Linked DNA regions of Canis lupus: region 1 is linked to region 2. A link is a contact called in public Hi-C data. All regions are on one chromosome and are shown on one strand. Each heading gives the region's core, a stretch centred on a gene start, on an enhancer-like site or on the middle of the called end of the contact. The rest is flanking DNA. Distances are from core to core; before and after follow the strand shown.

Region 1 (3,816 bases), core at 1,049-3,548, 140 kb after region 2:
TTAAGTGCCATTGGCACTCCTCAGTTGTGACAACCAAGAAAGTCTCCAGACGCTGCCAAATGACCCCTGGGAAGCAAAGCTGTCCCTCTGAGAACTCCTGCCAAAAACATAAAAATAAGTTTGGTACTAACTTCTACTTCTTCAGTTCCTCACAGACAACACCAACTTATTATTTTTGGTTGGCTCTATCTTTAATGTACTTTAAAAAGGGAACTATAAAGGAAAAGAGTCAAACTGCTTATGGTTCCAGAGTGGCTCAAAGCATGGGCTTTATAACTGTACATCTGGGTTCAGAAATTTGTAAAACTGCTTCGTACTAACAATTTAATACAACAAAATATGTAAAATGCTTAGTACCTGAACAGACAGTATATTTTAACTCTTTATTCTGTGCTAATTTTATATTTCACTGTATGTAGCAAACATGCTGTTATCTTATAATTCTGCAGGATTCTCAAAAGAAAAATCAGTACTTTATGTATTCTGAGTAAAATGTTTCTGATGAAAATCTCTATCTGCCTGAAGGAACTAGAGAACTTTTTTGGCCTGTTTTATCTCTCAATTATAAAAGTAAAACGTAAGCCTTCAGATCGGCTCTGATCCTGATCTCAGCAGCCAACATTTCAACGGGAAAAGCAGACAGGTAGTTGAAATTCTGAATATGCAAAACCCCACAAAAGAAAATTCATTTAAGAAAATATCAAGAGGTAAGCTGTCCAGGTCTTCCAAAAACAATTTCGTTTGTCTTTTTACAAAAACCCTGGAGTGGTTCTTACAGGTTAACTTGCCCTCAGTGATGGTCTTCATTGTTCTCCCTACCAAAGTAACCTGATCCTTTTTCTTGTATCCCACCTAGATTTTGCTATCTTCCTCTCCGTAAACACACAGACTAGAAAATAGAAAATTTGAGTGGTTGTCTAAACTTTCACTCCCCACTTGTTCATGCAGTAAGTCACCAAATTCTGTGGACAGTTCTTTGGAAGCCTCAAATCCCCCCTCTCCAAGCCATCCTCACTCTATCACTGCCAAAGTGACGCTTGTAATAAGTCCGAGGTCTGCCAACGGCTCGGCTTAAATTCATCTATTTACTCCAACATCCAATGGCTCGGCTTAAAGTCATCTATTTACTCCAACCTGATTATGGAAAATTCCAAACAGCTCAGTATGAACCTGAGGATCATACTATGCATATTGCCTACTACGCTCATTGCACTCGCGACCAACCTCGCTCTCCAATCTCACCATGCTCTACTCCACTTTACCCTCAGCACCTTTCTCCAGACGCCCTTTTTTCATTACTCCCGTAAGCCACGGATACTCCCGGACGCCGACAGTGCACTACTTAGCCTCATATGAACTCAGTTACAGCACAATGAAATGTGTAAAGCTGGCCCTGGGAATGACGAAAGCCATGCAATTAAGCTTGTTTCCCAGTCCCGTGCGCACAATGGGGAGACCCAGAGAACCAGCTGCTCCGAGAAGAGCCTTAAGCCCATTGAGTTTGCACACACCCCTCCGTCTCCCCGCCAGCAGGCGGGCTCAGCACAAGAATTGGCTAAAAGGTAAAGCCACAGCAGACCCGAAGCCGAGGAAGGGGGTCGAGGGTCGGCTTTGGGCGCCCGGCCCGGCACCGAAACCCAGCCGTCCGGAATCCTAGACGCACAGGGCCAAGGCACGTTGGTTTCAAAACCCAACCTTAGAAACCCGGGGAGGCGCAGGGTTCGTTGACCCTCCCCACCTCCGCGCTCTTTGGGAGAGCGAAAAACAACACAACTCTGGTTTCTCTTCAGCATTTACCTCTCGGAGCCAAAACGAACCAGTAACTCTGTAACTGCATTAGCAGCCCTTCCCCGCGAGCCGCGTCCCAGCCCCTTCCCCCCCCCCCACCCCCGCCTAGCCCACCTTTTTGGCGCGCCGACTGCCCCACAGGCGGCCCTTCTTCCCCCGCTCCGTCCGCCTTCCCGACTTCGGGACCCGGCGGAAACTACTTCCTCTCCTCCCTCACCTGCCGCGCGCACTCCCCTTCTTGGCACCAGGTCGGTCCGCACTCCCGTTCCAGCCTGGGTCCACGACACCCTCCGCAACGTTCAACCCACGTTCCCCTCGGCCCGCTCCTCCCCCACCGGCCTCTCCGCTACAAAAGCGGCTTCCGGTCTGAGTCCGCCGCAAAAGAGTTCCCCTTCCTGCTGGGCGCGGGGCCCGAAAGGACGTCAGCGAGGCGGGGAAGACGAGAGCGGGAGCGCTTCCGGGCGGCCTCTGCAGAGGCGTGGCTGTCCGCCTAGCTGTCGCAGTCGCAGGTTTCCGCTGCGGCGACGGCTAGGGGCGGGGCCGGTGGCTGCCGAGCCCGGCATCTGTGAGTGGCTGGGTTTGGGGAGGCGACGGTTCTGGAAGCTGCTGGAAAGCGCTCGAGTGGCGGAGGTGACGCCAGCGGCCAGGGGGTGGGGCGTGATTAAAACTAGTGCGCGTCCGGCAGCGGAGGGATTACGCTGAGGAGAGAGTCCGGCGCGCGCCGCGTCGCGCCCTGGCCCGGGCGAGCCCGGGTTGGAAGCGGCCGCGGCGGAGAGTGACCTGGGTGGGTGGGCGGGCGAGGGACGGGCTCCCTGGCCTGCAGAGGTGGCGCGTGCCTGCCGCGCCGCGGCCTCGCCGGACGGGCGTGGGTCGCGCGCGGCCCCCGTACTCCGCTCTCCTAAAGCCTCGGTGCGAGCCGAGCAGCCACAGAGCGTGTGTTCACACAGGGTCACCACACACGGAGCTGCCCCTCCCTGTCTCCCCAAACCCCAGCCTCGAGGCCAGGGGCTTTTCTGCCAGGATTCTGGGGTGTTTCTCCTCCTTTCCTCCCTCCCAGATCTTCTAACGGTAAGGGGAGTAGCCAGAGCGCAGGGACGTTGCTCTCCACGACCCGTCCCGAGTGGTCAGCAGCCCGCCTGTCCCTGCTGCGCTCGTCTCAACTGCCCTGCCTTGTTCTCAGGAAGGGAGAATTCTCATTTAGTGGATAAGTGTGAGACTCTGCTTTCGCAGGAAGGTCATGTGGTTTAGGGGACATGGTGCCCGCGTGGGCTATTTCTGACCTGCGTTCTGCATCTTGGAGCAGCGTATTCGAGAAGTCCTTTTGGGCGATTGCTTTTGTGTCCTAGAGTGATACGTAGTTTCTGACCGTTTCTTCTTACAGAGTGACCACCGTTGGCATTTGGGACTGTGGGGGTATTTCTAGTGGTCTCAAAACTAAACTATATTCTGGAATAATGCTGGTAATTTTGATAGGACGGTATAGAGGACACAAGTCCTGTAACTAAGGAATTCCTCAGTAAAAAGGATTTTAGTTTTCGGTACTTAAACGACTGCATGTGGCCAAGAAATCCAATAGAGAGTTTGTTTTTCTCCAGACTGAAAAGCAGGCTGGTTAGGTTTTGTTTACCTTCTATCGTTGTACTTGATTATTAATATACTGGTATGTTTGTTGTAAGATATAGCTAGTTTTCTTTTTCAAATGAATTATGAAAATACGAGAATGTAGTATTTCCTTCTTGAAGTGATAGCCAAACTCAGAGTTTTTCCTGTTCACCGTTGCTGTTTCCATTTTTAGGATGGGAAACACTTTTTTTTTTTTTTTTTGTAATAAATGCTTGCTGAAGTGTTTGTCAGTTGAACAAAGATAATTCATTCGGTTAAAAATTGTAACTTAAATTTTAATATTGAGAAATCAACATCGCCAAACTGAATTTTGATATAATTTATAATTAAATTTGATATAATATAATGAAACGTTTGTAAAGTTGATTTATGTCTTTTAGTGCAAATTTGATTTTTTTTTTTTCT
Region 2 (3,686 bases), core at 1,096-3,595:
GTGTTACACAAAAAAATGTGTAAGGGAAAAGTTTCATATTGATTACATTTGTATTCATGTGACGCTTTCAAACTCGCTAGACAGGAATCCCTTCGCAGAACAAGGGACACACCCCAGAACCTTCCACTGTAAGCTCAGAGACCCGGCTAATGGAAAGCGGGTGGCACCTCACAGCAGTGGGGCCTCCCCTTCCTCCTCCAGCTCCCTCCAGCTTTCCAGACAGCCTGGCGGGCTGACAGTGTACCCTCAGCCTTCTCCCACACGTCCCTCGTCTCTGAGGAAAACAACAGCATTATTAATTCAGGCACTGGTAAGAATGTGCAGGGGCTGGGGCAGGCTCCTAGCACAGGAGCGCTTTGAAGATAGAGCACTGAGGCAGCCGGGGGAGCTGAAAGGCTCTTAGCCCAGCAAGAAAACCCCCCCCCCAAAAAAACAAAAAAACTCATCTGGTTTCTTTAACTCCTTGGCTGGCCTCAGGCCTCCTACCTCAAGGCCTAATGCGGCTGGGCTGGTCACTGTGGGTTCTGTGAATGGCCGAAGTCTGATGACTTCATAGATATAGATATGCCCCCTCATTCTGAGCACTTTTCTGTGTGCCAGCAAAAAACTTTCCATGATTGACTCACTTAAACCTCAAATATCTCTGTGGGGTAGGATTAATAGGGTTTTCTACTCTGTTGAGGAAACTAAGTCACAAAGAGGTAAGAAACCTACTGAGATCACACCACGAGTCAGAAGAGGAGCTGGGAATGTACCCAAAGCCATTTGACACCAGTGTCTAGCTTCTTGACCACTGGTGGATCCAGAGCCAGGACAGATAGGGATTAAAAAAAAAAAAAAAAAAAAAAGCACAGATCCACACTACCTGGGCTCAAATCCCACCTCTGCTGCTCTTTGGCTGTGTGATTTTAGCAGGTTGCTAAACCTCTGTGCATCGGGTGCTTTAAGTTTACATTGAGAGTAATAATAGGACCTATCGCATGGGATTGCGTGTGGATTGAATCAGTTACTACGCGCGAGTGTTTCATGGTGGCCTGGTATATAATAAGTGCTGTGTGTCTGTTCCAAGTCCTACAATGCCACTTCCTATTCCTGCATAAACCTGTATTGCTGGCTCCTTTCTCCACCTGCTAACGGCAGACATCTAATCCCCTGCAAACCCAAGTCAGTTATTTTGGGAAGGAGGAGGACCTTTTGGAAGAGGCCCTAGAAGATGCCACTTCATAGATACCTTCTGTTTCTTGCCATCGGGACACTGTTCGGTGACACTCACTTCCAAAGCCAACTACTTCGAAGGTGCCTAAAGCCCTGCCCCCAGAGCTAGTGGGCCCCATGGTCTCCTGAGATAATGTGGGGCCCTCCCCCACCCCTGCCAGATGGGCAACTGGGCCCCGGCACTCCTGGGCGAGCCAGTTCTGCTCTCTGAGCCCTCATTGTGCCAGAGCCATATGGGGCCAAGCCGGGCAGCCTGCCTTCAGGGCCTTGCCGAGCACTTAAGGGAATTGGCTTCCTATTTTTTTCTCACAGAATCCATGAGCTCATGGGAGGCTGGGCTGAGGGTCAGATCTGACCAGAAATTAATATTAAGTCCTCTCCAAAAGCTTGAAGCTGTCATTATCCCTCCCCCTCCCGCCTCCCCCCTCCCCCAGCCCTCCAGTCCCCACACCACCCCCATCTCCCTCAAGTCAGGGGTTCTCAAGGAGATTTAAAAGGCCTCTGGGATGCCTGGGAGGTCTGCAGTCTGAAACTGAATGTGTGCGCGGGCATTTCCTGGGAAGACTTCCACGGTTATTAGCATGTTCTCCAAAGGGGTTTACGATCCCCCAAATGTCAGGGACCCTAGCTTCCATAGGACAAGTCAATCTATTGGGTTGGGCTCTCCAAGAAAGGCCCTAAGCTGGAGTTGGGCATGCAGGCAGTAGCTGAGAAACTCCAGCGGGAGAGATGGGGGCGGGGTGGGGTGGGGGTGGGGGAAGCAGAATATGGGGGGCGGGCAGGCAGAAGAGAACCTAACCAGAAGCTGCCCACTGGGATTCTGGAGTAGAGGAGTCCTGTGCTGGGCAGAAGCGCTGGAGCCCTGGACCACAGCGATGCTCTCATATTGGCCTGGGCAGCCTTCAGAAGTTTAGGGCCTGGTCTGACAGCTGAGGCACACTCTGAAGGAGCTGACAGCTGGAGGCTGGCTGCAGGCCACGCTCATTGTAAGTGGGGCTTGAGCTATTTGTGGAAGGGGGTCTGGGTGGTGCATCCCTGCACCCACTAGGTGCCCTGGGCAGCCACTGCACACAGTCCCTGGCTGGTCCACCTTGCAGTCCAATCAGACCTACCCAGGCAGATCCAAATCCTACAAGCGGCCCCGCCTAAGCCAGGCCAGGGGCCCCTCATCCTTGACCTATACACAGGAGCCCCAGAGACCTGGGCCCTGAACTTGACCTGAGGAGGAGAGCTAGGGAGATGCCGGGCAGGAGAAGCAAGCTGTAGAGGGAATGGATTGTATGCTTGATGGTTGTTTAAAAATTGGAGTACGTTTTCTCGTGGAAATCCTATTAGGAATGGTTTCCGGGTTTATTTGCAAAAACCTATCGAATTCACAGCGATGCTGAAGGGTCATCCTGAGGTCGGAGACCGTTAGACCCCCATCCCGAGCTGCTCTGAGCAGCGGTGCCTCCGCGGAGGACAAGGGACAGCTGCCAGCATCGGGGGCAGACGCAGTCGGGGGAAGCCCGGAGGGCAGGGGCGTCCCGGGACCGCGGCGGCGAGGGCGAGGGCGAGGGCGAGGGCGAGGGCGAGGGCGAGGGCGAGGGCGAGGGGGAGGGCGAGGGCGAGGGGGAGCGGCGGCGGCGGCGGCGGCGCACGGAGAGTCGTGGCCCACGGGGACCCCAGGTGCGGAGGGGGCCCTGCGGCGAAGGGGCGCCGTCCGAGCAGGGAGGCTGGGCCGCCCCTTTCCTCCGCGGGCGTCCCGCCGGCCCTCAGCCCAGGCCCACCTTCCATCGCCCTCCGGGAAAGGCGCGGCCGGGCGGAGGAGCGCCCCGTAACCTCCGTAACCTCCGGCTTCTCCTCCCCGAGCGCCCGCAGCGCCAGAGCGCGCCCGGCGGGGGCGGGGAGCGGGGAACGTTCTGGAAGCGGCCACTAGAGGGCGCGTCCGCCCTTCCCTACCCCCGGAGCGGGCGCCAGAGAGGGCGCGGGAGGCCCGCTCCCCTTCCCCTTGCCCCCTGCTGGGAAGGCTGCGCCCCAGGTGCCCTCCTGCAGGGGCGAGCTCCAGGCTGCTATTAAAGGGAACGGCTTGCTTATCCTCTAACGTGAAGACGCTTCCACAAGGCATCACTTAAACACGCCTAATGTGATCCGAGTGGGAAAACATCTGAAGGATAGAATGTAGAGTTGTCAGCATTTAAAAACATCAGACCACCCACCGGGGCCTCTGTGGTGTGTGTAGACTGGTCCTGGGGAAGGCCTCGGGGTGCTGTCCCCTCTCCAGACAGGCTGAAGGCTGGGGCTTGCCCAGGTGTGGTGCCCATGGACTCCAGACACCGCGGGTAATCTGGCTTCATACTAATTTTTCTCACTGGCCCCACATGGACACTCATATTAATCCAGACGCTGGTTACAATGTGGGAGTTGAAGAAACAAGGCCACTGGTGGTATTTTCAATCCTGTCTACCTTACGTGTCGGGCAGATTCTGGAA

What was found. A called contact is a pair of places that touch in the nucleus more often than the background predicts.
Region 1: a contact with region 2 is called in a Hi-C map of amygdala, with 1.9 times the contacts expected there. The contact joins the promoter of USPL1 here to the enhancer-like site in region 2. A contact is called at or near these places in 2 of 9 Hi-C or Micro-C datasets (amygdala and skin fibroblasts).

The regions. Positions count from the first base shown.
Region 1 is chr25:9,484,898-9,488,713 of UU_Cfam_GSD_1.0, forward strand. USPL1 (SUMO-specific isopeptidase USPL1) reads right to left here and starts at 2,299. Exons shown (of 9, transcript XM_038573350.1): 1 at 2,006-2,299.
Region 2 is chr25:9,342,691-9,346,376 of UU_Cfam_GSD_1.0, forward strand. No RefSeq gene overlaps it. Among named protein-coding and RNA genes, the nearest start is that of MEDAG, 91 kb to the left of the region's middle. Within about 2 kb of position 2,346, at least 7 of the 20 cell types and tissues checked have an H3K27ac peak or open chromatin away from gene starts, as enhancers often do.